Linked DNA regions of Mus musculus: regions 2, 3, 4, 5, 6 and 7 are each linked to region 1. The links are chromatin contacts, called in public ChIA-PET, Hi-C, HiChIP or PLAC-seq and promoter capture Hi-C maps. All regions are on one chromosome and are shown on one strand. The core of a region is the stretch at or near the end of the contact, and the rest is flanking DNA. Distances in the headings are between cores, read along the strand shown.

What was found. Promoter capture Hi-C pulls out the DNA fragments that hold promoters and counts their contacts. A called contact is a pair of places that touch in the nucleus more often than the background predicts. ChIA-PET counts read pairs in DNA pulled down with a chosen protein or histone mark. HiChIP or PLAC-seq counts read pairs in DNA pulled down with a chosen protein or histone mark.
Region 2: a Hi-C map of pro-B cells shows a contact between it and region 1, with 5 times the contacts expected there. The contact joins the enhancer-like site here to the promoter of Phactr2 in region 1. A contact is called at or near these places in 7 of 39 promoter capture datasets (the 3T3-L1 cell line, the C10 cell line, embryonic stem cells and 2 more), 1 of 484 Hi-C or Micro-C datasets (pro-B cells) and 2 of 115 datasets of contacts at active chromatin or transcription factors (bone marrow-derived macrophages and embryonic stem cells).
Region 3: an H3K4me3 HiChIP or PLAC-seq map of forebrain shows a contact between it and region 1, with 15 times the contacts expected there. The contact joins the enhancer-like site here to the promoter of Phactr2 in region 1. A contact is called at or near these places in 15 of 39 promoter capture datasets (the 3T3-L1 cell line, the C10 cell line, the HPC-7 cell line and 10 more), 1 of 15 datasets of contacts at CTCF or cohesin (the NIH/3T3 cell line), 7 of 115 datasets of contacts at active chromatin or transcription factors (craniofacial prominence, embryonic forebrain, embryonic stem cells and 3 more) and 2 of 9 other capture datasets (embryonic stem cells and macrophages).
Region 4: a promoter capture Hi-C map of hematopoietic stem and progenitor cells shows a contact between it and region 1, with 3 times the contacts expected there. The contact joins the enhancer-like site here to the promoter of Phactr2 in region 1. A contact is called at or near these places in 16 of 39 promoter capture datasets (the 3T3-L1 cell line, the C10 cell line, the HPC-7 cell line and 10 more), 1 of 15 datasets of contacts at CTCF or cohesin (the NIH/3T3 cell line), 5 of 115 datasets of contacts at active chromatin or transcription factors (bone marrow-derived macrophages, large pre-B cells, neural tube and 2 more) and 1 of 9 other capture datasets (embryonic stem cells).
Region 5: an RNA polymerase II ChIA-PET map of memory CD8 T cells shows a contact between it and region 1, with 8 read pairs. The contact joins the enhancer-like site here to the promoter of Phactr2 in region 1. A contact is called at or near these places in 10 of 39 promoter capture datasets (the 3T3-L1 cell line, cranial neural crest, embryonic stem cells and 6 more), 1 of 484 Hi-C or Micro-C datasets (cerebellum) and 4 of 115 datasets of contacts at active chromatin or transcription factors (embryonic stem cells, forebrain, memory CD8 T cells and 1 more).
Region 6: a contact with region 1 is called in a promoter capture Hi-C map of hematopoietic stem and progenitor cells, with 3 times the contacts expected there. The contact joins the enhancer-like site here to the promoter of Phactr2 in region 1. A contact is called at or near these places in 5 of 39 promoter capture datasets (the 3T3-L1 cell line, the SN4741 cell line, hematopoietic stem and progenitor cells and 1 more), 1 of 15 datasets of contacts at CTCF or cohesin (the NIH/3T3 cell line) and 1 of 9 other capture datasets (embryonic stem cells).
Region 7: an H3K4me3 HiChIP or PLAC-seq map of bone marrow-derived macrophages shows a contact between it and region 1, with 6 times the contacts expected there. The contact joins the enhancer-like site here to the promoter of Phactr2 in region 1. A contact is called at or near these places in 3 of 39 promoter capture datasets (hematopoietic stem and progenitor cells and liver), 2 of 115 datasets of contacts at active chromatin or transcription factors (bone marrow-derived macrophages and embryonic forebrain) and 1 of 9 other capture datasets (liver).

Annotation. Positions count from the first base shown.
Region 1 is chr10:13,472,655-13,475,822 of GRCm38.p6, forward strand. It overlaps Phactr2 (phosphatase and actin regulator 2), which reads right to left and starts at 1,742. Exons shown (of 13, transcript NM_001195065.1): 1 at 1,402-1,742. The coding sequence starts at 1,624.
Region 2 is chr10:14,084,074-14,087,698 of GRCm38.p6, forward strand. All of the region lies in intron 2 of Hivep2 (human immunodeficiency virus type I enhancer binding protein 2), which reads left to right. Among named protein-coding and RNA genes, the nearest start is that of Gm51759, 41 kb to the right of the region's middle. Within about 2 kb of position 2,233, at least 164 of the 459 cell types and tissues checked have an H3K27ac peak or open chromatin away from gene starts, as enhancers often do. A contact at or near this core is called in bone marrow-derived macrophages and pro-B cells, where this site is marked.
Region 3 is chr10:14,389,493-14,392,685 of GRCm38.p6, forward strand. No RefSeq gene overlaps it. Among named protein-coding and RNA genes, the nearest start is that of Gm40603, 69 kb to the left of the region's middle. Within about 2 kb of position 1,684, at least 17 of the 459 cell types and tissues checked have an H3K27ac peak or open chromatin away from gene starts, as enhancers often do. A contact at or near this core is called in forebrain and hippocampal neurons, where this site is marked.
Region 4 is chr10:14,208,471-14,211,942 of GRCm38.p6, forward strand. No RefSeq gene overlaps it. Among named protein-coding and RNA genes, the nearest start is that of Gm51759, 83 kb to the left of the region's middle. Within about 2 kb of position 1,756, at least 53 of the 459 cell types and tissues checked have an H3K27ac peak or open chromatin away from gene starts, as enhancers often do. A contact at or near this core is called in bone marrow-derived macrophages and hematopoietic stem and progenitor cells, where this site is marked.
Region 5 is chr10:14,313,372-14,316,685 of GRCm38.p6, forward strand. No RefSeq gene overlaps it. Among named protein-coding and RNA genes, the nearest start is that of Gm40603, 7.4 kb to the right of the region's middle. Within about 2 kb of position 1,475, at least 66 of the 459 cell types and tissues checked have an H3K27ac peak or open chromatin away from gene starts, as enhancers often do. A contact at or near this core is called in hippocampal neurons and memory CD8 T cells, where this site is marked.
Region 6 is chr10:14,043,436-14,046,603 of GRCm38.p6, forward strand. All of the region lies in intron 1 of Hivep2 (human immunodeficiency virus type I enhancer binding protein 2), which reads left to right. Among named protein-coding and RNA genes, the nearest start is that of Hivep2, 79 kb to the left of the region's middle. Within about 2 kb of position 1,781, at least 130 of the 459 cell types and tissues checked have an H3K27ac peak or open chromatin away from gene starts, as enhancers often do. A contact at or near this core is called in hematopoietic stem and progenitor cells and pre-B cells, where this site is marked.
Region 7 is chr10:12,742,718-12,746,229 of GRCm38.p6, forward strand. Utrn (utrophin) reads right to left here. Exons shown (of 74, transcript NM_011682.4): 7 at 2,515-2,630; 8 at 1,328-1,488. Among named protein-coding and RNA genes, the nearest start is that of Utrn, 120 kb to the right of the region's middle. Within about 2 kb of position 1,489, at least 8 of the 459 cell types and tissues checked have an H3K27ac peak or open chromatin away from gene starts, as enhancers often do. A contact at or near this core is called in bone marrow-derived macrophages and hematopoietic stem and progenitor cells, where this site is marked.

The DNA.
Region 1 (3,168 bases), core at 492-2,991:
TCTGACTTGCCTTTGTCCAAGGAGATCTCCAAAATCAGATAAGAAACACTGTTGATGCTTCTTGAACACATGGGGTAGCAAAGATCATAGCGTAACATAACCGAGTTAGGTGGCTGAAGTGGAGACAAGGGCCACTGAAATGTGTGCTTTCCAAGCAAGAACTTGGCTTTGGTTGGATGAGGTTGCTTTCAAGACTGTGAAAGGGTTTGGAAAGGAGGCTTAGTGGATTGATGAACAAGGCCTCCGACTTCTCCATGCATTCTGAGGTGTACCTGCGTGCGCGCATACACAAATAAACAAACGGGGAAAATCATCAAGGAAGGCATGACCCCAGACCTCAGAACGTGGGGAAAGACACCGCAGGGGAATGTGTGTTGGGGGGTGCAGTTCGCATTAGTAAGCGTTTTCCTGAAACTGGTCATTCTCATGCCCCCCCCCGCCCCCCGCGCCCCGTCCTTCTCTAGTTCCCATGCAGCGGTCACATGTTGAAAATTATAAACAAACAAACAAAAAACCACCCTTGAAAACTGTTGGACTTAAAGACAAAAGTTTTTCCAGTTCTCGGGATATTTTAAATAACGACAATCTGCCTAATGTCTCCACTTGATATGCCATACCATCACCATCGTTCCACGTTGACCACTGAGACAAAGTTAAGCAATTTGTCCTCCTTCACTCACCGCAGCCTGGGTAGCATTGGGTCTCAGTGAAGTTCCTAGTTGTCGCCTGTCCTTAGAGGACACAGGACACAGGTTTCTCTCTACAACAGCAATACTGGCCCCAGGCTTTCCAGAGAACATTACAGCAGACACACACACACACACACAGAGCCAGGCCTAGCTCTCAATAACACCTCTATGGCTTTTCACAGTCAGGGAAACTGGATTCCCCTATCCTGTTACCAGCAACCCCCTCCCGACCCGCTCCAAGAAATCTCTATTTCAGAAGTAGGAGTGAGTAGGGTTACCTTTCAAACCCTGTGCTTACCCATGAAGTGAAGGGACCACACCCTTCCGAAGGACCACAGTCCCATAAAAGACCAAATAGCCCAAGAACCAAATTAGCCCTAGACCCAAAGCCAAAACTGGTGCCGCCTGGCGCTGCACAACCAAGCGGGAGTCCAGGGGAACCCGCGAAAATCGCGCTGTGGGCACCCGCGCAGAAGAGCGGCGCACCCACTCGGGCGCACCCACCGGTCGCCTGCCGCTCAGCCAAGGGACACCAAGCCTTTGAAGCCCAGCAGGAGGTGGCGATGTGGGGACTACAGCTTTCGCCCTTGCTCTCGTCCCCTAACCCCCACGGCTGCTCCCGAACGTCCAGGGAAGATCGCCATACGGCGATCCTCACCTGCCGGGGTTAGCCCTCCCTGGACCACTCCGGGCCATTCAGAGCCACCCTTACCTGAGCCGGAGATGTGGACTCTGAGCGGGCGGCCCCGGCTCGAGGCTGACGACAGGTCGCTCTGGGAGCGGCCACGGGGACTCGGATCCCCGGGAAGCCAGCGCAGGGAAGGCACCGGTGGCCCGGGAGCCTCGGGTTCGGGGTCCAGAGCCTCCGCCGCCGCCGCCTCCTGGCCCGCTGGCTGGTCCGGGGACATCTCAGGACTCCTGCCGGCTTCCGCCATCCGCTCTAGGCGCCAGGAGGGAGCAAGCTCAGGCAGGGTGGAGCCGGCGCAAAGGGCTGCGCTGTCCGCCGCGGCCCCGCGTGGAGCCCCTGGCCGGCTGGCAGGGCGGGGAGGCGGCCGCAAGCAGCGGGGCGCAGCGCGGGAGGAGGAAGAGCACAGAAAAGTTTGCACAGGAAGGAGCCGCCTACAGCCGGCTTTCGCTCCCGCGGGCGACAGCCACCGGCCTCCGAGCCTGCCACGCTCGGTGCCCTAGAACCTGCTCCGGCTGCTCCGGCTGCTCCGCCCCCCACCCCCACCCCCAGGCGCGGCTCCTGTATTGTAAGACAGGGGTCTGTCGCCTCTGACCCAAAGCGGCTCAACCAAAGGGTCTCAGAGAAGTGGAGTTTCAGCTGCAGAGCTGAGATGCAAGGTCAGAGTTAACAGCCTCATTTGCACTTGGTCGCCGAGGGGTGGGGACAGGCGTGCACACACCTGGCTGTCTTGTAATATAATAGGACTAGGACCCAATGACTGTCATATGTAGTTTACAGGTGCAAAACACCGGAGCCAAAGGGCACTGGGTTTGCAGGAGGATTCCTGGCAGATCTGGAGTCGCTTGTGAAGTCTGGTCCTTTGGTCCTCCCTGCAAGATTCGCCTCTTGCCCTTGTCAAAGCTCATCTCTGTCTCTCAGAGCCCCACATTCTTGAGCTTCCGTGTATACTGGGTCAGACTCAAAGGTCGTGGTTTTTAAAAAGATCAGTCTTTTAAGGGCTGAATTCGTGTCACAGATGTGAGGTTTGAGTGAATGCTTTCCAAAGGAAGAGCAGCCGGGATGCCTGGCAAAGGGGACGTTGGTTTTGCCAATTGAAATCTCAGCTTTATCAGTTACCCAGATAGGTCCCCAAGTAGAGGCTGGCCCAGAAGTGAAAAGCTGTAAGCTAAGTAGCTGACCATCTCTGCAAGTTCTTGACAGTGGAGGCGCGTTGCTGGGCTTCACAAAGGCACCATAGACAGCAGCAGGAAGAGAAGGAGACAGAGAGGGGAAGGGAGGACACAACCATCACAACGCCACGCCCCCTTCCCCCTACACACACATTCACACATACCTCAGGTTCGATTTGTATGGAGTATTTCATCTAACAAGAAAATAAGCCCATGCTTAAGGTAAGAGAGAAACAAGAACCAAGAGAGGAAAGCTAGAAAACACAGACACGGAAAGGGCCTAGCAACTAGGTCACGCTGTTCACAGTACAAGCTGTTAAAGGCTTTTTTTCTCACAGCAACTCTGTGGGGGTGGGGTGGGGGTGGGGTGCAGTGGGGTGGGTATTGTCACCGTCAGCAGAAATCGTCTGGACTTGCTTTAACTCTTTCCTGCTAACAAAGTTTGCGAATGGGCACTACTCCAGAACCAGGTGAGATGGCTAGGTAAAGCTCCTATGGCAAGCTTGAGGATCCCGGGTCCATCCCTGTGACCTACAAACCGGAAGAAGAGAACTGACTCCCTCAAGTTGTCCTGCAGATCTCTCTCTCTCTCTCTCTCTCTCACACACACACACACACACAC
Region 2 (3,625 bases), core at 983-3,482, 610 kb after region 1:
CATGTTGTACCATAACACATCAAGGCCTTAGGGCCTGGTAGAAGAGGAAGTCAAAGAACTTTCCTTTCTTCACCATGTGACCTTCTGCCATTTCACCTGATTTTCATGTCAATAAATGGGCACCTTTGTCTTCATCAGGAAGTCTTTGACTATGATGAAGTCCATGCCCATGCAGGTCTTGATGGCTCCTCCTGCCTGCGCTTTCTAGGCCTAGCAGAAGTGATGAGTTGTGACAGTCTTCAGGAGTGCTTGCCCCAGTGTCACCCATCATTACATGCTTGTCCTACTAGTACCAATAAAAAAAGTTATTAACCCCAGATTATTTAATTCATTTTTAATGGGCATATTCAAATCTATGCATGTCTTCCCTTATGGTTGACACATCTTTTCAAAAATACAATGAGCTTGCTTAAATGAATTCAGGAACTCTTCCCATGTTATGTCTCTCTGACTTTTAGATGAATCTTAAGTCAGAAACATCAACTGAAAAATACAGACCTAATGGCCTGGTAAAGGTGGCCACTTTAAAGGTGGTAAATGGTGCCAATTTAAAGCACCAAGTAATTCTAATGGAGCCATTACTTTTATCTCCATTTAACAGATTAGAAAAGTGAGGCACAGAGAGGTTAGGTAGTTCACCTGATGCTATGATTTGTTCATTGAGTGTGGGATATGATTCAAAGCTGATATTCTGGCCCAGATCCGCATGATCTGGCCTGGATGTCGCATGCCTCTTGTTATTACATCAGTGCTGTACACCAGGGTTTCTTTGGATTGCGGAATGAGTGTGTCTGTAAGAAGGGAGCCTTTGGATGGTCTGTGGTGTTGTCTATGTAGTCTTAGGAGGGCCTCTCCCCGTCTCTCTGAAAGATACTGTTGTCATTTGGTTCTAAGCCTGTTCCACTTTATTGCCTTTTAGTATGAGGGCAGGAAAAACAGGTTCTTACTTAAAATTGGAGTTGTTATGGAAGGTGCCAGGTTTGGACTGTCTTCGTATTTCAGGGATGTGACAAGCCTTTGCTATTGAAGCTTTCTAGTTGGCAGCGTTAGTAGGTGCACGTTGACATTTCTGTCTACATTCCTGTGTCTTAGAGGGAAAATAAGTTTGCCAGTGTTTATCTTCCTGAGTATTACTTGACATTAGTGCTGCCCGAGAAGCCAAACTTGCTTGAACCAGTCACCCAGATGGCCAGACTGGGTGGCGAACCTGCCTTAACGATGCTCGGCGGTTGACACGTGGGGCTGTGAGGTGTGCTGCTCCCTCGTCTGTGCCAGGCATGCAGAGCGTGTTCTTTGATGGGGTGAGACAGATGGTACCCTGCAATCTAAAATGATGAGGCAGGAAAGAAAAGTTGAAAAAAAAAGTAGAGAAAGGGCATTTGATTTTCTAATTCACATTTCGGAAGTGAATTCGAGCCTCTGTGATTGACTAACACATGCAGTGTTGCTCTAAGACATGAATCCATTAGCGTCTGTTTGAACAGATCTGAGTAATCGGCAGGAAGCAAGCTTTTCCTTCATGGCTACTGTCCCAAATTTCATGGGGTTGCCTCCAGATCCAGATTTGGGCCCTTGAAAGACAGCGCAGATCAATCTAGATTTTCAGAGTAACACATCCCATACCACCCATCTCAACCAACAGAGGACAAAGGGCTGACTTTCATTTTCATGCTAGAATATATATTTAGATATTTCTACACATACATGTATCAATAGGAGTGGGGGGGGGGGGTACAAGTGCCTGGCGAAGTAGCCATGATAAGGATAATTAATCAGTCTTCATACAGCTGCTTCCTGACATTTCTGCAAATCGTTGTGGAAAAATTAATGAAGGTTAAATCAGTAATGGTTTCAAGCTTGGCCAGTGGAAAGTATGACACTGTTTCCATCAGCAAGTAAGTTGGGCTGCTTTTTTTTTTTTTTTTTTTCTTTCTTTCTATAGGGGAAGTGGTTTGCTGTGCATTCTTCACAGGAACTGGAAAGGCGCAGCTGGCCTGTGTGTGCTGCAGGTATGCAGGAGCATTCTGGGAGTGCTCCACTGACTGCCTTTGATCGACGGCACTGACTTGCCTCTTGTGCCGCTTGTAGAACAGGAATATTCTTTCTACAAGTTTTATTTGAAAGATCCAGTGAGAACGCAGGCCTTCTGTTGGCCTGCCATCCAGAGAGGCCGATGCTCTGTGAATGTGAACTTTAGGAGGTAGAGTGTGGAATTTATGACAAACAGAAAGTGAAACTCACCTCGTCCAGTTTATTTTTCAAGCTGAAGGTGGTTCAGCACAAGCCCAGTTCACATCCTGCGTAACCCTATGGGATTTCCCCAGCAGTAGTTAAAAATTTTCCCATAGGGTCACACAGGATGTGAATTAAGTAAACACTTAACAGGCACGATGAAAGGAAATCAGCTTTCTAAATGGTCCTTTCACTGTTAGCATCCTGTCCTTATTAGAAACCTGGGTAAGGGCCACGCAAGTGTCTCTTTCTCAAGCCATGACATTATTAATTGAATGTATTAATCTTCTTTGTTACATAAGACATGCATTTTCTTATAGAAGAAACGGAATCTCTCATGGGCATTTTTCATGTGTGTTTGACTTGTATGTGTGGGGGCTGGTTGTATATATGAGTGTGTCCGTTTGCATTGAGGCCAGAAAGCAACCTCAAGTGTCATACATACACCTTATCTTTTTGAGGCAGGGTCTCTCGTGGACACTATGCCATGTCTCTTTAGCTGTCTTCTTCAGTGTCACCTTCAAGTGGTGGCAGTAGAGGAAAATCAAGCTCTATAGCCTGGCAAATAACCCAGGCCCAGTACATCTTTATTACCATCTATTAAATACATCTATCTATATTATTTATATCAGTATTATCTATCTATCTATCTATCTATCTATCTATCTATCTATCTATCTATCTATCTATCTATCTAATTATGAGGTACAGATGAATAGATAGATGAAAGTTATATAGATATAATTTTGATCTACCTATTATGTCCTCATCTGTGCTTTGAGATCTAATTTAAATGTCACTTCTTAATATACCTTTTTTTTTTTTTTTTGTGCAGTTCCTCCGGGTACCTAAAACATACACATTTTGCCCATGGTGTTCCTCTACTGGTTTAGATAATTCTTTACTCTTAAATTATGTTAGCTCTCACCATTCACATGGAAAAGTGTGAATTTAGTGATCTTACACTTATTGGTAAAGTTTTATTTCTCTTTTTGTAAGACACACTCAACATAAAGTCCAGCTTAGTACTAAAGATACTGTGCACTTCCTGTACACAATGCTGGGAAGGGGCCAGCGTTTGCTGGAAGTGGAAGAATTTAGGTCTGACCCTGGGGTTGTTACTACATGGTAACTGCCTGTCATCTCTGAATGAACAAAGCATTACTCTACAGGGAAAGTGAAATAAGTAAGAATGGGGTTCTGAAAGTGTGCTTTCTACCACCGAGCCGCAGCCAAGCGTTTTTGTGGGAAGGGGTGGAGGTGTATACATGTATGTGTGCATGCTTATGTGCAGCCCGAAGACAATCTTTCATTTCTCACTGCCATTTACCTGGCTTTTTCCAGTTAAGGTTTCCACCGAGGTTAGGACCTTCGGTGTAACTGATTCTCTTAG
Region 3 (3,193 bases), core at 434-2,933, 920 kb after region 1:
CTTTCTCAACTAAAATACAATAAACAATCCCCCAACCAAGCAAACAAAATAAAACAGCACCAAAAAAAAAAAAAAGAAAAGAAAAGAAAAACTAAACCAAACCAAAACAAACAGCAACAACAACAAAACCCCCAGCAAACTGCAACCAAATAAAAGCACATTGAAAGACAAACAGACAGACAAACAAACCCAACAAAATAAAAAACTATGGCAGGACCAGGTTGCATTTGGCTTAGTTGTTGGCTGAGGGGGTCCCAGGGAGACTCCCAAACAACTGAGGCTGATGCACAAACAGAGGGCTGCTCTCTGCAAACTGACAGCAGGGCCCCAGTGCTGAGCACAACAGCAGCACTGAACATTCACACAGCTCAGTGAACACGGAGCGGTCGAGCTGGTTCCTCCATGGAACCTTCTCCCTGACTTTCTAGTCTCTTTGTTGTGGGAGGGTACTCTTCAGGTTACTGAAAGAGAAATATGGACACCAACCCAACCGGAAAACCTTTGACCTATAATCTGTCCTGCCTGCAAAATGTGCTGGAGCAAGGGTGGCCCAGAACTCCTGGGAGTGGCCATCTAACGTCTGATTTAGTTTGAGGCCCACTCCACTAGAGGGTCCCCGTGAAGGACACTGGTCAGGAATTGGAGACTGGATAGTCCAGAGACCTAGGGTAGAACCCAACTTGACTTGCCAAAACCAAAACCAAAACCAAACGAAATAAAAATAAACAATAAAACGAAAAGAAACAAAACTCAAGAAATGTTTCCTTTTAAGATTCTGCTGTGCTCATAGGTCTATGCCGTTTCTAGGCATCATGAGAGAGGCATCCACTGGCAGCGGGTGGGAGTGGATGCAGACACAGTATGTGGAGAGAGAATCTAAATTGGGGGTCTCCATCATGTCCCACCCCTCAGAGCTCAGGGAAGCCAGTGGAAGAAGTAGAGGCAAGATTGTAAGAGTCAGAGGGTCTGAATTCAGGACACCAGGAGAATGTGGTCCACAGAATCAGCTAAGCAGGGCTCAGAGAGACTGAAGTGGCAAGCTTGGGGCCTGTGTGGCTCTGCACCAGATCCTCTGTGTATGCGATGGAGCTGTTAGCTTGTTTTTATGAGACCCCTAACTGTGGGAGCAGGTGTATCTCTTGACGTTTTTGCTTACTTTTGGGACCTTCCTATTGGGTTGCTTTGTTCAGCCTCACTGTGAGGCCTTTTGCCTTGTCTGAGGTAGTTTGTTTTGTTATATTTGGTCATTGTCTCTTAGAGGCCTGGTCTTTTCTGAAGGGATCAAGAAAGGGAGTAGGTCCTTGATGGGTGAAGGGAGGGGAAACTGTTTTGTTGGGATCTATTGTATGAGATAAGAATCTATTTCAATTTAAAAAAAGAAAAGGAAAAAGAAAGGAGTTTTAGCCGTATTTTGTTTCTCTTCCTTTCAGTACAACATTTTCTCTCAGAAATGTGATTTTAAGCAAGTAGGGAAGGGCAAAATGAAATTTAAAGAGAAGGTTGGACATTTCTCTTTTCTTCATTTACCATGCGCGTTCACCAAAAGCACGGAGCAAACATTTCGGCTGTTTGATCAAAGATTTCAAGGCTGACCCCACGCAAGAGCTGAGCAGTGCAGTATCTAGCATCACCAACCTTGCAGGATTGATGCAGAACGCTGTGGTCTAGGGCTGTTAGTCTATTGTTAATAGGACAGTGCCATCTGCTGGTGATGTAAATATTTACAGTCGCCTGCCTGAAATTGATATCCTTGAGGTGATGAATCCTGTTTGTTATAGTATTACTTTAACAGTACTTAGAGAATCAAAGTGAGGGATAGTATCATTTCATTGTCTTATAAAAGAAATCCTCTTACTATTCCGTGAGAAATGACAAGGTCCGTGCCCTCACCAGAGACAGCCCAACCATCCAGAGAGTGCCTGGTCTTTAGATGGTTTGCCTTCAGGCTGAAGGAGCTGAAGGAGGGAGCAGGGCGTCACCCAGTGGACTCATATAGCCATGGCAGGAATGGAAGGATGCAGTCCGTGTTTCACAGTGAGCTCCCCAAACCTTTGAAGAAACAAACCCAGGTGTCTCTAGCTATCTAGACTGCTGTCCTTTTAAAGCAATATCTTCTCTACCAGACGTTTCCCATTGATTAAGGATTGGAAGACAGGTTGCTGACAAGCGAGGCTTCTCCGGATTTTATCCGCTGTCGTTTCTGGGGCAAAGTACCACTGAAGAAGGGACTTTGCCACTGTGGTTAAACCAAACCGTTGGAGATGAAGGCTATCCTAGACCAGTGGTTCTCAACCTTCCTAAGGCTGTGACACTTTAACACACGTCCTCATGTTGTGGTGACCCTCCCAACCATAGAACTATTTGTGTTGCTACTTCATAATTGTAATTTTATGACTCTTGTGAATCATAATGCAAATATCTGTTTTCTAATGGTCTTAAGCGACCCTTATGAAATGGTCATTCGACCTTCAAAGGGGTTCACTGCCTATAGGTTGAGAACTACTTAACTATAACACTAGCATAAGCACTTGGCGTGAAGTGCAGGGCTTTTGGTTTTTTTGCAGCACTCAAATGGAAGATAGGGTTTTGATCATCCTTACCAAGGGCTGTATTCCAAGTTACAGAAGTTGTTTTGTGCTGGACATATTATTACTGTTTTTATTATCCTAAGACAAGACTATCAAATCATATGCTATTTATAGAATGGTAGAGTAGAGAGTGTACATGGGTAAATGAGGTTTTTTCAATAATTTTAGACACTAAGGACATGACAATGTGATGAAAGCAAAGGTCACACGGGGTGTGAGGGAATGCCAGGAAATGAGGCAGACATATAGGCAGGGAGGGGGACACAGTGACAGCCAGTGTGACTTAAGCAGGTGTTAAGAAAGGAAGAGAGAAAGGTCATGCTAGTGTCAGAAACTGTAGACTACAAAAAGGACAAAGTGAAAATCTTAGGAGAAGTCCTATGTGCAAAGCTGAGCCCAATAAGGCAACCTTGCATCTGGAACATGCCGTGGAAGCCTGGGTGACATATTGCCGAGCCTCTTGTCTTGAACTTTCTATAGCAAAAGGGAATAACGACAAGTCTCATGAAAAGTTTCCCTGTTTAAGTTCTCCTCTTCATCTGCAAATGTCTGTCATTTGTTTAAAAAGTCACCTCAAGTGGGCGACACACAGTTGAAATCCCTCC
Region 4 (3,472 bases), core at 506-3,005, 740 kb after region 1:
AAACAGGGAAGGCATTTGGCTAGAGGTCTCGGACAAGGTGAGAGTCCGCTGCAGCCTCCCTGTCAACCTGGATGACACAAAGACAGTGTTTGTTCCTGATCCCAGTCAGGAGAGAGACCCTCAGCAGGGGCCATAGCAGACAGCCAACTTTTTCTATGTTACAGTGTTAAAAATATACTTTGATGTCATTCTTGGAGCTTTCAAATACAGAGGAATCGCTGAACATTTGTGCACTTCTCAAAGCAAGTTATGGATAAATTAATAACAATTTTCAGGTTAAAATATAGGACAAAGTGCTATATTTTATTTTCATCTAAACAGAGACTGAGTTCTTCTTGTCTGTTACTGAATACTTTACCCAGATGCAGGGAAGATGACTTCGGCTCATCAAAAATATATGACTCGTTGAATTATCAAAATGCAGTACTTATTGAGTCTCTACTATTTAATAAGTGCTCTCTTAAAATGATATACTGAAACACTATTTAAAATTCTCTACATTCATTTACTCACATGCTTGTCCCTTCACTGTGGAATAAACAACATTACTCCATGGACTTAGGAGATGGGCTAGAGAGATGGCTCAGTGGTTAAAGGCACTGACTGCTCTTCTAGAGGTCTTGAGTTCAATTCCCGGCAACCACATGGTGGCTCACAACCATCTGTAATGGGATCCGATATCCTCTTCTGGCATGCATGAAGGGAGCTACAGTGTACTCATAAAAATAAAATAAATAAATAATTCTTTAAAAGCCCATAAATATAGGCTCATTCTCTATCTCTCTGAAGTCCAGTAGTCCGGTCTGGAAAGGCATAAGAAAAATTAGGCTCACTGTAAATACTATTCTACTGGGTGGGAACGGAAGGAATAGGTGGTCTCATGAGAGGGCCCCTTTCACTCTTTATAGGCAGAGGAGGTAGAGGACCAGGAAGTATTCTAAGAGTTAAGAAATGTTAAGGCAAGAATAGCCCACAGAGCATAGCAGTGGTCATTATGACACCGCTCTGATTGTCGGCTGTCCCACCAAGCACTGATGCTGTCCTACAGTGTCCCACAGAACACTGTAGATGGGGAGGTGGCCTGAGAGGGCAGAAATCATCCAATGAGCCTCCACCGAGGGGCCTCTGCAGAGTGTGCATGCTGGTTCCTGATTTAATAGGGTTCCCTTTGTGCTGCATCTCAACAAGATTCTACATAGCATGTGCTAAAACGACAATTTCCTTTTCAGAGCTAAAAAGGAACCCTTTGGGCTAGATTATGTAGAGCTATATGTACCTTAGACAGATGATGCCTATCGCCTGCATTAAACTCTCATCATAATAAAAGTAATGGAGATGGTAAGGATAATGAATGACATCACACATTTTCAAGGAAAGGGCATGGAGACCCATTGAAGAAAATTATAGGATGTCTTTCGATGTTTTAAAAAGAAACACGCAGTAGCTTCTACCATTTCACAGAAATGGGTGTATTTTGCCTGATCATATTCAATAAGGCATCGCAGAGGGAATATATAAATGCATACATATGTTTCAGAAAGACAATTTGAAGATGGCTAATGCGCCGAAAGAGTCTAGGGATGTGGTAACAGTATAATGAAACAGATGCTGCAATGCTCACAAACACCGCATCTGCGCTGCAGGTACTGAACAGATGAGGTGAATTAAAATCATCTGTTTCTACTATTCCTCTCAACCCACTTACATAATCCTGGGCCAACTCCTAAAGGGGAGGATTTGCTGAACTTCCTCTTCCTTAGTTCTTGGTAAAGAGTGAATCACGGAGTGCTTACCGCTAAGGAAGACAAATCTCTCCACAACCCAGAGTATGGTGTGATATACATGCAACAAGGGAGAGTGACAGTGCACCAAGAAATCTCTGTGAACCAAGTTCGTGGTTTTGCTTCTAGCTGCTATCTTTCTGGGATCATTGGCCGCTGAGGCTCAGGATGTACCCCTGGGGTAATGGTTTCCACACAGTGGGGATAATTCTCAAGACAGCACTCAGTTCAGATGTCCTTTTCTCTCCAACAGTCAGGGTGGTCTCGGAAAGCCTTTCCATAGCTGTGTGGAGAGGAAAAGAAGGTATTTTGTAACAGGCAAGTGGCAGTGATTCCACATTGGAGAGTGGGCCCTGGAGACAAGCCAGGCTCTCCACAGTCTTGCGTTTGCCTGAGTCTGTGCATTCGCAAGTAGAACTCGAAATAGCACGAGTTATATAAAGACGGCTGATGAAGACGCTGAACTTTAATGTGTGATGCTGTGAAATCATAGATGACACTAGCAAATTCTCCAAATCAGTCTTTAAAGAACGTCACTTGTACACTGGTCCAGAGTACTGCAAAGGTCCTGTCCTGTTCTGGGAAGAGAAAGAGCAGCATCATGAGGGAACTATCTGCCCAGCTGGGTCTGACCATGGCTTTCCTCAGTTCCTCGGTGAGGAAAGAGCTGAAGTTAGACAGCAGGCTATCATCTAGTTCTACCTGCAGCCTAATTGTCATTAGTTATTGTGACTCTGGACTGTTTCAGGTGAGCAAGATGTTCCACCGCATCGGTCTAGTGGTACTCAAGGGTCGGTTTTGTGTGCCTATGTGTTTGCGTAGATATGTGTACACATATTTTCCTTTAACAATATAATAAAAGTAATCCCATCTGGATCTGCCACAGTGAGATATGTGCACTAGATATGCGCTACTGATATAGCAACACCAAACAGCACTCCCCAAACACAACCCCAACAGGGAAAATTCCTCTCTGGGAGTGCCAGAAGAGCACCCGCAAGTCTGTGCTTGTTAAAGCGATTCGTGGAATGTTTGAGAGCTGAACACCAGGCCTAAGGCCTTTTTTTTTTTTAATATGCAAGGATGCTGAGGCCAGCACAAAAGGCTATCCCTGGGACTAGAACCCCTGATCTCAAGAGCATCCTTCGAGTTCTCACTGAGAACACAGGGAACTGATGCAGCCTTCCAGTAGAAGAGATTGTGCGATGTAATCATGTTACCTGCCCCACAAAGAATTGTATTTCCCAACCTGAAAAATGCACCCTGGATTCACGCATGTGTGACAATGAAGCCAGAGCTCTTATGAAGAGCCTTTCTTGTTCCTTTATTTCTCACTGGTTATGGGAGAATGGCAGAGCCATCACTCACTATGTTCCCCAGCACGGCTAGGAAACCGCAAATCTGCAAAGACAGATGGTGGGAGGGGACAATTTTGGAAATAGCATCATGGAGGCTGAAGTGTCTCACTCTCTAGTTGGGCACATCTGTTTCCTGACCACTTAATTACCTCTCGCAAGAGTCCAAAGCCTGTGCTCTTTCCTGTTTTTCTAGTCACAGGTAAATGCTTCTACGCTCCACATGGTCCCAAACATAAAACAGAGAGAAGTCCGCTTTATGTATTGCTAGAAGATAAATACAGATCTCCTCTGCAAACATGTCACCATTTCTAAAGAGTTATGGTCTCAATGGAT
Region 5 (3,314 bases), core at 225-2,724, 840 kb after region 1:
ACCTCTGCTTCACGTTCTAGGACTGAAGAAATGTGCCACCATGCACACCTTTTTCTTGCGGTTTTAAATTTTAAATTTCTTCCTCTTAATAAATTCTCCCTTTGCCACTTTGTGCTGCCCCCCTCCCCCACCACCACCATGGTGGCCGAATAGTCATGCTTCCTTTAATGCCACTAAGAAAATGACTCTATTTTTTTCTAACATTATGTTCCAAAGGCTAATTTTTCTGTGAATTGTTGGAACTACATTTATATTTACATCCACTGATGAATCAGAAACCAATCTCCAGCAATCAGAAATGAAATGATGCCCCAGGACCATTATTTAGTGTTATGGAGAACTCCTGTTAAAGAAACCAGAGGAAGACTCCAAGATAGCTGGGTCCAAATTGGTTCTCATTCATTGTATCTTCCCTGGATCTTTCGTCTTGCATAGATAAATATGTTCTGCCTAAACCTAAGGTTTTATGTACTCATCTTCGTAGATATCTGTAGTCCTAAGTAGCAAAACCTTAAAAATTGGCAGTTTCTTTTATCAACTATGGAAAACAGATTTTACTTGGTAAAAATATTTGAAAATACAATGGAAAGGTGTCAGACAGGGATAAGTTGTCAATAGAAAGGCGTGAGACTGAGGAAACGAGTTAGGTAACCGTTCAAGAAGACCTTCATCCTCAAATTCCTTAGCCGCCCTCCGTGCTATAACTTACAGTAGATCCCTTCCCAGAACTCCAGCCTGGTGAGTTCCAGGCACGTAGAACAGCTTGTGCTTCTGACTAGTGCTCTCTGAAAAGTGCTGTTTGTTTGAGCTGGATGATGTCATTTCCTGGAGAATTCAGGGAGTCATCGTCTTCAAATTCTTGTTCCAACATTTTTCCAAATGAGCAAGGATTTTCGGCATCATCCTTTAATTTGGGGCTAGCACGACTAAAACATTTGTCATAGCAAAGCCCAACAAACCACAGAGCTCAATGCCAGCCTCCCAGTTTTCAGAACCCAGGAGAAACTTACATCACGTGGTGCTTCTGTAACTGGAAGGGCTGTGAGATGAATTTCAGGTGAGCTTCACATCAAAATGAAGTTAGGTGGCCATTTCATCAACATATTTGGTTTAAAGGCAAATTGGTGAGATCAATTGCCTTTATCAAGATGCCCGATGATGCTTTGTTTGGCTTCCATACTAGGGGAAGTCAGAAACCTGGGAAAACAGACATTGAATTTCAGAGTCTTAAATCCCATCCTGCTTTCCCTGCTTAGCTTGTCCTCTGTCTGCCGTGAGAGACTCTCAGCTTGCAAACTGCAATTCCTGCAGCAGAGTGGGTGTTTATGGGGAGGGTGAACCAAGAGCAGCTCGGAGGAGGAGGTCTGGAAGAAGAATAGGATGTGAATTTCAGAGCTGCGAAATGACTGTCTCCACCCACTTCAGAGAAGGAAGTGGTTTTAGTGACAAACATCTCAGGTGTGGGAAGAGCTGTGATGCCTTTCATTCTGTAGTGTAAGAAGAAAGGCCTCCTCACCATTCAGCTGCTCGAGCTCCCCCACTCTCTCCTCCTTCCTGCCTCCTCTCCTGTTCTATAAGCTCAGTTCTTTAGAAGCAAATCTTGCTGCTGCAGCATTTAATGATGTGCCATTGCTTGGCAATAGTTGGGATCAAAAAAAGAAAAAAAAACCCCAGCTCATCAGCAATTTAGATATTAATCATAGGTTCTGAACTTTAAATAGATGCCTGAACTCTGAAAATAATCTTCGTTAAATGAATACAATGTACTCAAGGAGTTGCAGTTGCAGTTGCAGTTTAAATGTTATCTTGTTCATTTGGCTTCAGTATGTTCTTTGGGGGCGCTTTGCATTTTGGTACTTGGGGTAAACTGGGATTCAAACAGTACTCATTACGCAATGTCTGTGGATTTCAGAAAAATGGACATCTCTGGAGTTGCTCCCCAGCTCCGATTCACCCGCGTTGATGAAGCACTGCTAAACCTGGTGGCTCAGAACTTTATTTAGTGTTAGGTAGGACTCTTATTCAAGAGACCAGAAGGAAGACTGCAAGGTACTTGGCTAGAAATGCAGTTAAAAGACTTTTCCAGAGAGTTGGGTGGGTGGAGGGTGGGGTAGACACTCAGCATTTCTTATGGTTGCTAAGTTACATAAGAAGCAAGATCACAATCAGAATGCTGCCTTGGCAAACGCAGAGCTCAGTTTAAAAGGAGGGTAAGTACGATCGATCCTATAAAGCATTTTTGATAAGAGATGCACAGGCTTGTTTATAAGATGATGCCTTAGGGTTACAAGAGCCAAGAGTCCCCTCATCTACTTGACCAGAGCTCGTGCTCAAAAGTCCAGATACAGCCTTTCTCCCCAAGCTGATGCAGATAGTCTATGGGCAGTACCTTTTATTTCTAAACTTTCAAGTTCTACAGATTTGATATAGCAATCCCAGAAGCTCACTGTCTAGGCTCTAGAGCTACTCCTCCTCGGCTTCTGTAGGACTGACATTGAATGGGATTCCTTTCCATTGGGGCTGTTCTGTACATTGTAGAATGCTTAGCAGCATCCTTGGTGCTCGTAAGCAGGTATCAGGGTAAGGCAAGAACCTGCTGGGATTCCGGGTTCTTGCGTCCCTGAATAAGAAATTAGGCCAGAAACTTAGGATACCCAATATACAAGATACAATTTGCAAAACACATGAAACTCAAGAAGAATGAAGACCAAAGTGTGGACACTTTTGCCCCTTCTTAGAATTGGGAACAAAACACCCATGGAAGGAGTTACAGAGACAAAGTTTGGAGCTGAGACAAAAGGATGGACCATCTAGAGACTGCCATACCCAGAGATCCATCCCATAATCAGCCTCTAAACACTGACACCATTGCATATACTAGCAAGATTTTGCTGAAAGGACCCTGATATAGCTGTCTCTTGTGAGGCTATACCGGGGCCTAGCAAACACAGAAGTGGATGCTCACAGTCAGCTATTGGATGGATCACAGGGCCCCCAATGGAGGAGCTAGAGAAAGCACCCAAGGAGCTAAAGGGGTCTGCAACCCTATAGGTGGAACAACAATATGAACTAACCAGTACCCCCGGAGTTCGTGTCTCTAGCTGCATAAGTATCAGAAGATGGCCTAGTCGGCCATAATTGGAAAGAGAGGCCCCTTGGTCTTACAAACTATATGCCTCAGTACAGGGGAACGCCAGGGCCAAGAAGTGGGAGTGGGTGGGTAAGGGAGTGGAGAGGGGAGGGTATGGGAGACTTTTGGGATAGCATTGGAAATGTAAATGAAGTAAATATCTAATAAATAAAATAAAATAAAA
Region 6 (3,168 bases), core at 531-3,030, 570 kb after region 1:
TGTCTGTGTGTGTGTGTATGTCTCTGTGTATGTCTGTATGTGTTTATGCATGCACATGTCTGTGTGTGTGTGTGTGAGTGCATGCATGTAAGCATGCAAGTGTTTGCGTATGTGTGTGTGTGTCTTTGTGTGTATGTCTGTGTGTGTGTGTGTATGTCTGGGTGTGTGTGAGTATGCATGCACGTGGGCCAGAGGTTGACATTTCTCAACACTCTCCACCTTGATTTTTGAGATGGGGTTTCTCACTGAACCCAGTGTTTGTAGAGTAGGCTAGAGTAAGAGAATGAATGCGCTTGCTTCCATTTTTCCTCCATCCCAGTTCTAGAGTAGCCAAAATTGTGCTTGACGTCTTTTGCAGGCTCTGAAGATTCAAACTGGGACCTCCACTTTTCCTCACTCCTTCAAAACGAAGATTTTAATTTCCCCTGGAGTCCCCTGTCTTCATTGACTTTTAAAGAAAACATTTTAAAAGTTTTAAAGAAAAACAGCTTCAAAGTCGCAATATTAGATCAAGGAGCTATAGGCAGAAATCTGTTCCTAATTGTGACTTTTTTCTTCCAGATTTAAAAAAAAAATAGATTGTGTACTTGACTAACTCCAAAGTTGTCAGTCAAAAGTGACTTTCCTGTCACAGATCATCCGGTGTTTGCTGAGCGGCTATTGCCGCATGCAACCTCTCAGAGCTCTTGGTCTGTGAGAAAGGCAGATGCAAAGGAACGCAGGATGAGGGATTCCAGAGACGTGGTGACCAGAATGTAGGCAGAGGAGGGGAGACACAGGTCATCGGAAGTCGGAGTGGGAGGCTGGAGGCCGGGCTGAGTGCTCAGGAAGTACTCACCCATTGCTTGCTGTTACCTAGGCTCAGCCTGGGGGGCTGCTGGCTTCAGTGATGCACACATTCTGTTGCACCCCTCCCCCACTCCCCCAGGAGGCAGACACAGATCATCCTTCTCATTCACGTGTGTGTGTGTGTGTGTGTGTGTGTGTGTGTGTGTGTGTGTGTATGTGTGTATGTGTGTGTGTGTGTGAGAGAGAGAGAGAGACAGACAGACAGACAGACAGACAGACAGGGATGCACAAATGCAGCTATGTGCTTCCGTGCACACACACGCCCCCTGTAAGTTTGTGGAGGGTCTGGGAGGAATTGACTTTAGAACAGGGTCTTGACTGAGGTGGTGGGGGTCAAGCAGAGCAGCCATGCTGTTTTGTACCTTAAACATGTCCTTAAACGTCCCTGGAAAAAGAAAGCAGCCTTTTCCAGTGAGGGAGAAGGACGCCTCTCCATGGTTATAAGTAGATGCTAGGTTGGCATTTCATACTTGCTTTTTTTTTTTAAAAATAGATTCGTAACTATTTTTTTAACCAGACTCTTAACTGTGGGATTTGCTTAGCAAACCTGAGTTGCAATTCCACTTGTAAGTGGTCTTCTCCCCCAAACTGCCATTTCTGGTGTCAGCTACAAGGACCTAGCACAGAGCTTGCAGCACCTCCCTAGCTCAGGCCCAGCTCCAAGGTCAGCTTTCTGAGTTGAGGCTGCGGGGAAGTTCATGCCGAATCCCCAAGTCCTGTCTCAGCCAAGGTGAGGCCTTGGCTAGGAATGGACAAACCCCACCTGACACACACAGACACACACACACACACACACACACACACACACACTACCCATGGTTAGGTGTTTACAGCATCTAATCTTCAGCAATTAAAGAGAAGAAGTGTGGGTGGGGTAAAAAATAGCAATACCCACATTGTGAAGTCTTTGAGAAAAACAGGAAACTAGTCTTTTTTAACCAGTGATGCCCAGAACTGGTTATTGCAAAGAGCTTGTTTTCCTAATGTGATGTGGTCAGCCCAGCTGTGGCAGAAGTTGAATTCTGCTCATTATGACGGGCGTCTGTGGATTCATTTAGCTGACAAACCTATAGACAGGCGAGCATAATTATCAGTGGTAACCTGGTCATTATGGCCGGATGGTGTTTGGGGAAACAATGTGCCCCAGTCCTGAAAGCCGGTGAGAACATATGAAATAAGAACATTTGACCGACCCAGAGTTATTTCCAGGAGTTGTAAACGAACCAGGCCTGTTTGTTGTAAAGGAGCTGATAGAGTTTCTGTCTTCATTATTTTATTTTATTTTATTTTAATTTTTAAGTTGACAGGCAGCACTGGGTGTTAGTATATATCATTTTGTGACTTGCTCATCAGCCCAAGCTTCATGTACAATGTTTTAAACTTCTCGTTGTTGGCACCCAGTGTCTGGTTTCAGTTAAATCAGTTGAGAATTAAAAGTGGGGTCAGAAATGACTTTCATCCTCCTCAAGGTCACATGGATTCCCTTGCCTTGGTGGGCAGTGCAGAAAGGAACGACCTTGGGGAACACGATTTAGGCAATTGTCAGCTAGACTTTTGGCCTTGAGGAAAGTGTAGGCTGCTTCAGAACCAAAGCAAAAGGAGAAATCCCCATGGTCTCCACTGCAGTCTTTCACTGGGTTAGTGTCAGACAGGCGGAGGAGGCTTCCCCTCTACTTCCTGCTGTGGGTTCTGGGTCACTGGGGAGCCCATCTCCACCAGCCCTCTCTGCAGACTGTTTCTCAGTGGCGGTGTCATCTCAGGGATGAAGGGGGGCTAGACTTTTTCAACTGCTTATTGTTTTGTTTTGGGTTTTTTTTTTTTTTTTTTTTTTTTTTTGGTTGCCAAGCCAAGCTTTGGGTCTGTGTAGTGGAGGCTTTACGCTTGCCTGTTTGTATCAGACTTTACAGTTGTCTCTTTAATAAGTAAGCTACTCGCCCTTCTCTTTTGTGAAGCCTGTTTTCAGTGCATGATCCAGGCAGCATGCCTGGGATTAGCAGTGCCCCCTCTCCAGCTGACTGCCCAGGCAGTTCCAAAAAAGGCAATCGTCCCTGCTATTGATTTCTGTGGAGCATCAGTCATGTTGGAGTTATTTACCACGAGAGAGGAGTAAGCGTCTTGCATCTGTCTCTTAGGTTTAACACAAGGGCACTGTACAGCAAGCCTGTCTCCATTCTGATCTAAGGAGATATTTTTTCCTCTCCTTGGAGGCAGCTTGGCCAGGGCAGTTAAGTGGATCTGGGGAGTATGAAGGTCTTGGTTTTTTAACCCCTTGCTGCTTCTTAGTGAAAAGGGAGGACAGTGGATGGATGCTGTCTGCCA
Region 7 (3,512 bases), core at 239-2,738, 730 kb before region 1:
AAAAGATGATATGTTCAAGATTATTATAATTGGAAAATTGAGTAACTTTTTTAAAAAAATGAAAGCAAATTTGCTAAATGAGAATGTCAAAGCAAATCTGGAGAGAAATCTATAGTAATGACAGAGAAACGGGCTTAGCAAGTGAGTATTCTTTGTGTTGCCTTTGCCAAGGAGGTAACATTAACCACAGTGGTCAAGAGGCCAAGTCACTGACCCCATCCAAGTACCAGAGGGTGACATGTAAGCTGCAGGGCACACACTCATCCAAAATGCACTTCTCACAAATTTGCAATCCTCACCCCCTCTTTTTCCTCATATGTGTATATCTATGTGGTGTGTAAGCATGTGTGTTCACACGAATGTGGTAGCCAGAGGTTGATATCTAGTGTATTTTCCAATCACTCACCACCTTCCTTCCTTCACTGAGACAGTGTCTCTCACTGAAGGTGGAGCTCAGTGACTCACTTATGCTGGCTGACCCATGAGTTCCGCTAACCCGCCCATCCCTGTCTCCCAGCATCAGGATACAGGGAGACCACCAAACCCGATGTCTATGTACATGCAGGGCATCCTAACTCAGCTCCTCAGGCATGGACATAGAGCACTCTACTGACTGAGCCATCTCCCCAGCGCCTGTGTGAACATCTGGACTTAGTTGCTAAAATGCATGACTTCGAAAATCTGAACGGTCTTCCTTTTATGAATGAAGAAGAATGGGATTTTAGACAAAAATCACAAAGAGACAAAATATGGGTTGAGTCAAGCCAGGGTAATGGAGAAAGAAAAAAATCCATTATTCATATCTCCTTAGGAAAATCTCATTTATTTGCTGGTGAAATCATCTGTTAGCCCATTTCTGGAAAAATCTGATGAATGATTTATAGTACAGTGCCTCTTCCAGGGGAAAGGGAAAGTAAGGCTGGTATTTTGAGAATCCTTATGAGAAGATATTGGGGGCAAAAGTTCTCTATTAATGGACCCCAAACAGAAAGAAAATTACTACTTAACAAAAATTACCCAGGACAACATGAGAGAAAACGTTCCCCACACCAGGTCAACGCCTTGGCCTCTCAGCATAAACAGAATCCACCACTCAGCATCCAGTTGACTCCATAGTAGAGCTTTTAGCGTACCACACAGCACCACGATCAACAGCCCCAGACGCTACTCACCTTGAGAAACAAAACACTTCCCTGTTTCATAAAAAACGGAACTCAGAAAAAAAAAACACACACACACACACATGTTCAGAAAACACCCTGCACAAGTTTGACCTGGGGGAAATCAAACAGGCACGGCAAAAGTTTCGAGAAAAATGAGCCAGCACCTGGATATGAATTTCTTCCTCTTCACATTCTTTCTTATACTTCCTTGGGAGAGTCTCCACCTCTCGGATGGCATCTATCGTGACTTGCTGAGGAAGCACCTCAAACAGAGACGTTAAATACATAATTATGGATTTCTTGTCAGGGAGATGCACAGCAACATCTAAAAGCAGAAGAAAAGATGACTCAGAAACGTGTGGACTGCTCGATACCAAGTAAAAAGTGACTGTTCTTGTACCCAGAAACAATGCCTCATTTGTGATCTCCATAATGCTGCCTCTCAGGAAATTGCTGCTGCAGATCACAAAATATGGACAGAGGTGAAGACTTATTCAGCCTCCGGTTCTTAAGTTTTCCATAAGGTGGGCATGATAATGCATACTGCAATTCAGCTCCTGACAGGCTGAGGCAGGAGGTTCATGAGTTTGAAGACTGCCTAGGCTCCATACTAACTAAGACCCTGCCTTCAAGAACAAATTTTAAAACAACAAACAAAAAACTGTCTCAAAATGCTCTAAGAGCTACTCATGTAGCCATTTAAAATATGGCACAGGCTTCACTCACACAATAGAGTGGGCAGAATTCAAACCTAAAGTTGCAATTAAAGTCTTCAAACCATACACAAATGCTCACACGTACATGCATTCCAAGAAACCAAACTAATTCTGAATTATTTCTCTAGCAAGTAGGTATTCCTAGACTTTTCCAATCCTACTTGATACAAGTTAACTCTTATCTGGTGAAATCATTAACCTGCTGTCTAAAGACTACAAACAGGACAAAAGATTTACTGCAATAAAGTGCTTTGTGGGAGACGGGAGGTGGACCCCACAGGCTCATTGCCAGTCAGCCCAGCTGACAGCGCCCATGTCTTAAAAGACAAGGTGGGAAGTGGTAAAGACACCTGATTCCCTCCTCTGGCCCACACATGCATTCACATATGTGCACACACCCACTCCACTCATGCACAACAGCCACACATACTACACACAGAAAAGTAGGAAAACCAACACAAAGATATAATTATGGCCAATATGGTAAAATGAGGATCCCTTAATTGTCATAGTGTTTTGTAAAAAAGAAAAACATCATCACTGCTAAAGGTGTTCAAAATTAGAAAGCAGAATCAAGTTCAGCAGGTTTTTATGTAACAAACTTATACATAGCAGAATCAAGATCTCAACCTTACCTTCAGGATCTAGAAGCTTTTCAATTCCCAAATAAGTGTGGGCCTTGCTAAAAGCATGTTCAAGTCTCTCAATTGGGGACATTTTGACCACTCTGTCCCAGCTGAAGAGATCTGGTCTGAAATCAGTGACAGAAAAATATAATGGAAACAATGTAGATAGCACCGTAATTCATTGCACTTCAATTTTTTTTTTTAATTTGTGAGTGCTATTTTAAATTGTATCTTTTGCATCTCAAGTTTGTAAAATCTAAAAGTGACATGTGTGACAACGATAACAATAAGTAAGAAAATCTCAGGTTCTTGGCACAGTTGAGTGTACAGTGTTTCCCAGACAGTATATTATGAGTAAAGGAGACGTATGGATACAGAGAAGACCGGGGAAGAAAATGATACAGAAACAGGAGGTGAAATAAGCTCCAACACAGTGGTAAAAACGAACCTAAATATATGAGTTACCAAATCAATTATTTTAATGGACTAAATTCTACAAATTAATGGATTCTATGATTTTATTGCTTCACAAATTTAATGATTTTAATAGACTAAATTCCACAATTAGGACAAAGGTACACTCCTGATATTACAGTTCTAAGGGTTCTAAGACAAGAAGGTCACCAATTAAAAGCTGGCCTCATCCACATAGCCAGTTTCAGTCCAGCTTGGGCTGCAGAGGGAGACCCTGACTTGATGCCTCTACACACCAGAAGAGACTAAGATGAGCACACAGATACTCTAGTGCAACTGGACTTAGTTATCCTAAAAGCAGAGGTGCAAAGGGGGCTGGTTCCCTTCCGTTCATCTTTCTCCATGAAAACTAGTTTTCCTTTACATCTTGTCTTTCTTCCAGCCTCACATCGTGGACAGTATCACTGGCTTGACAGACCTAAAAGTTGGTCCCTTTCTTTGCACTTCACTCTTGTATCTTACATGCACCCTGAGACTGGTCTCCCCTTCCCCCACCCCCGTTCTCCTTTCTACCTCTTCCTCTGTCCCTTAGC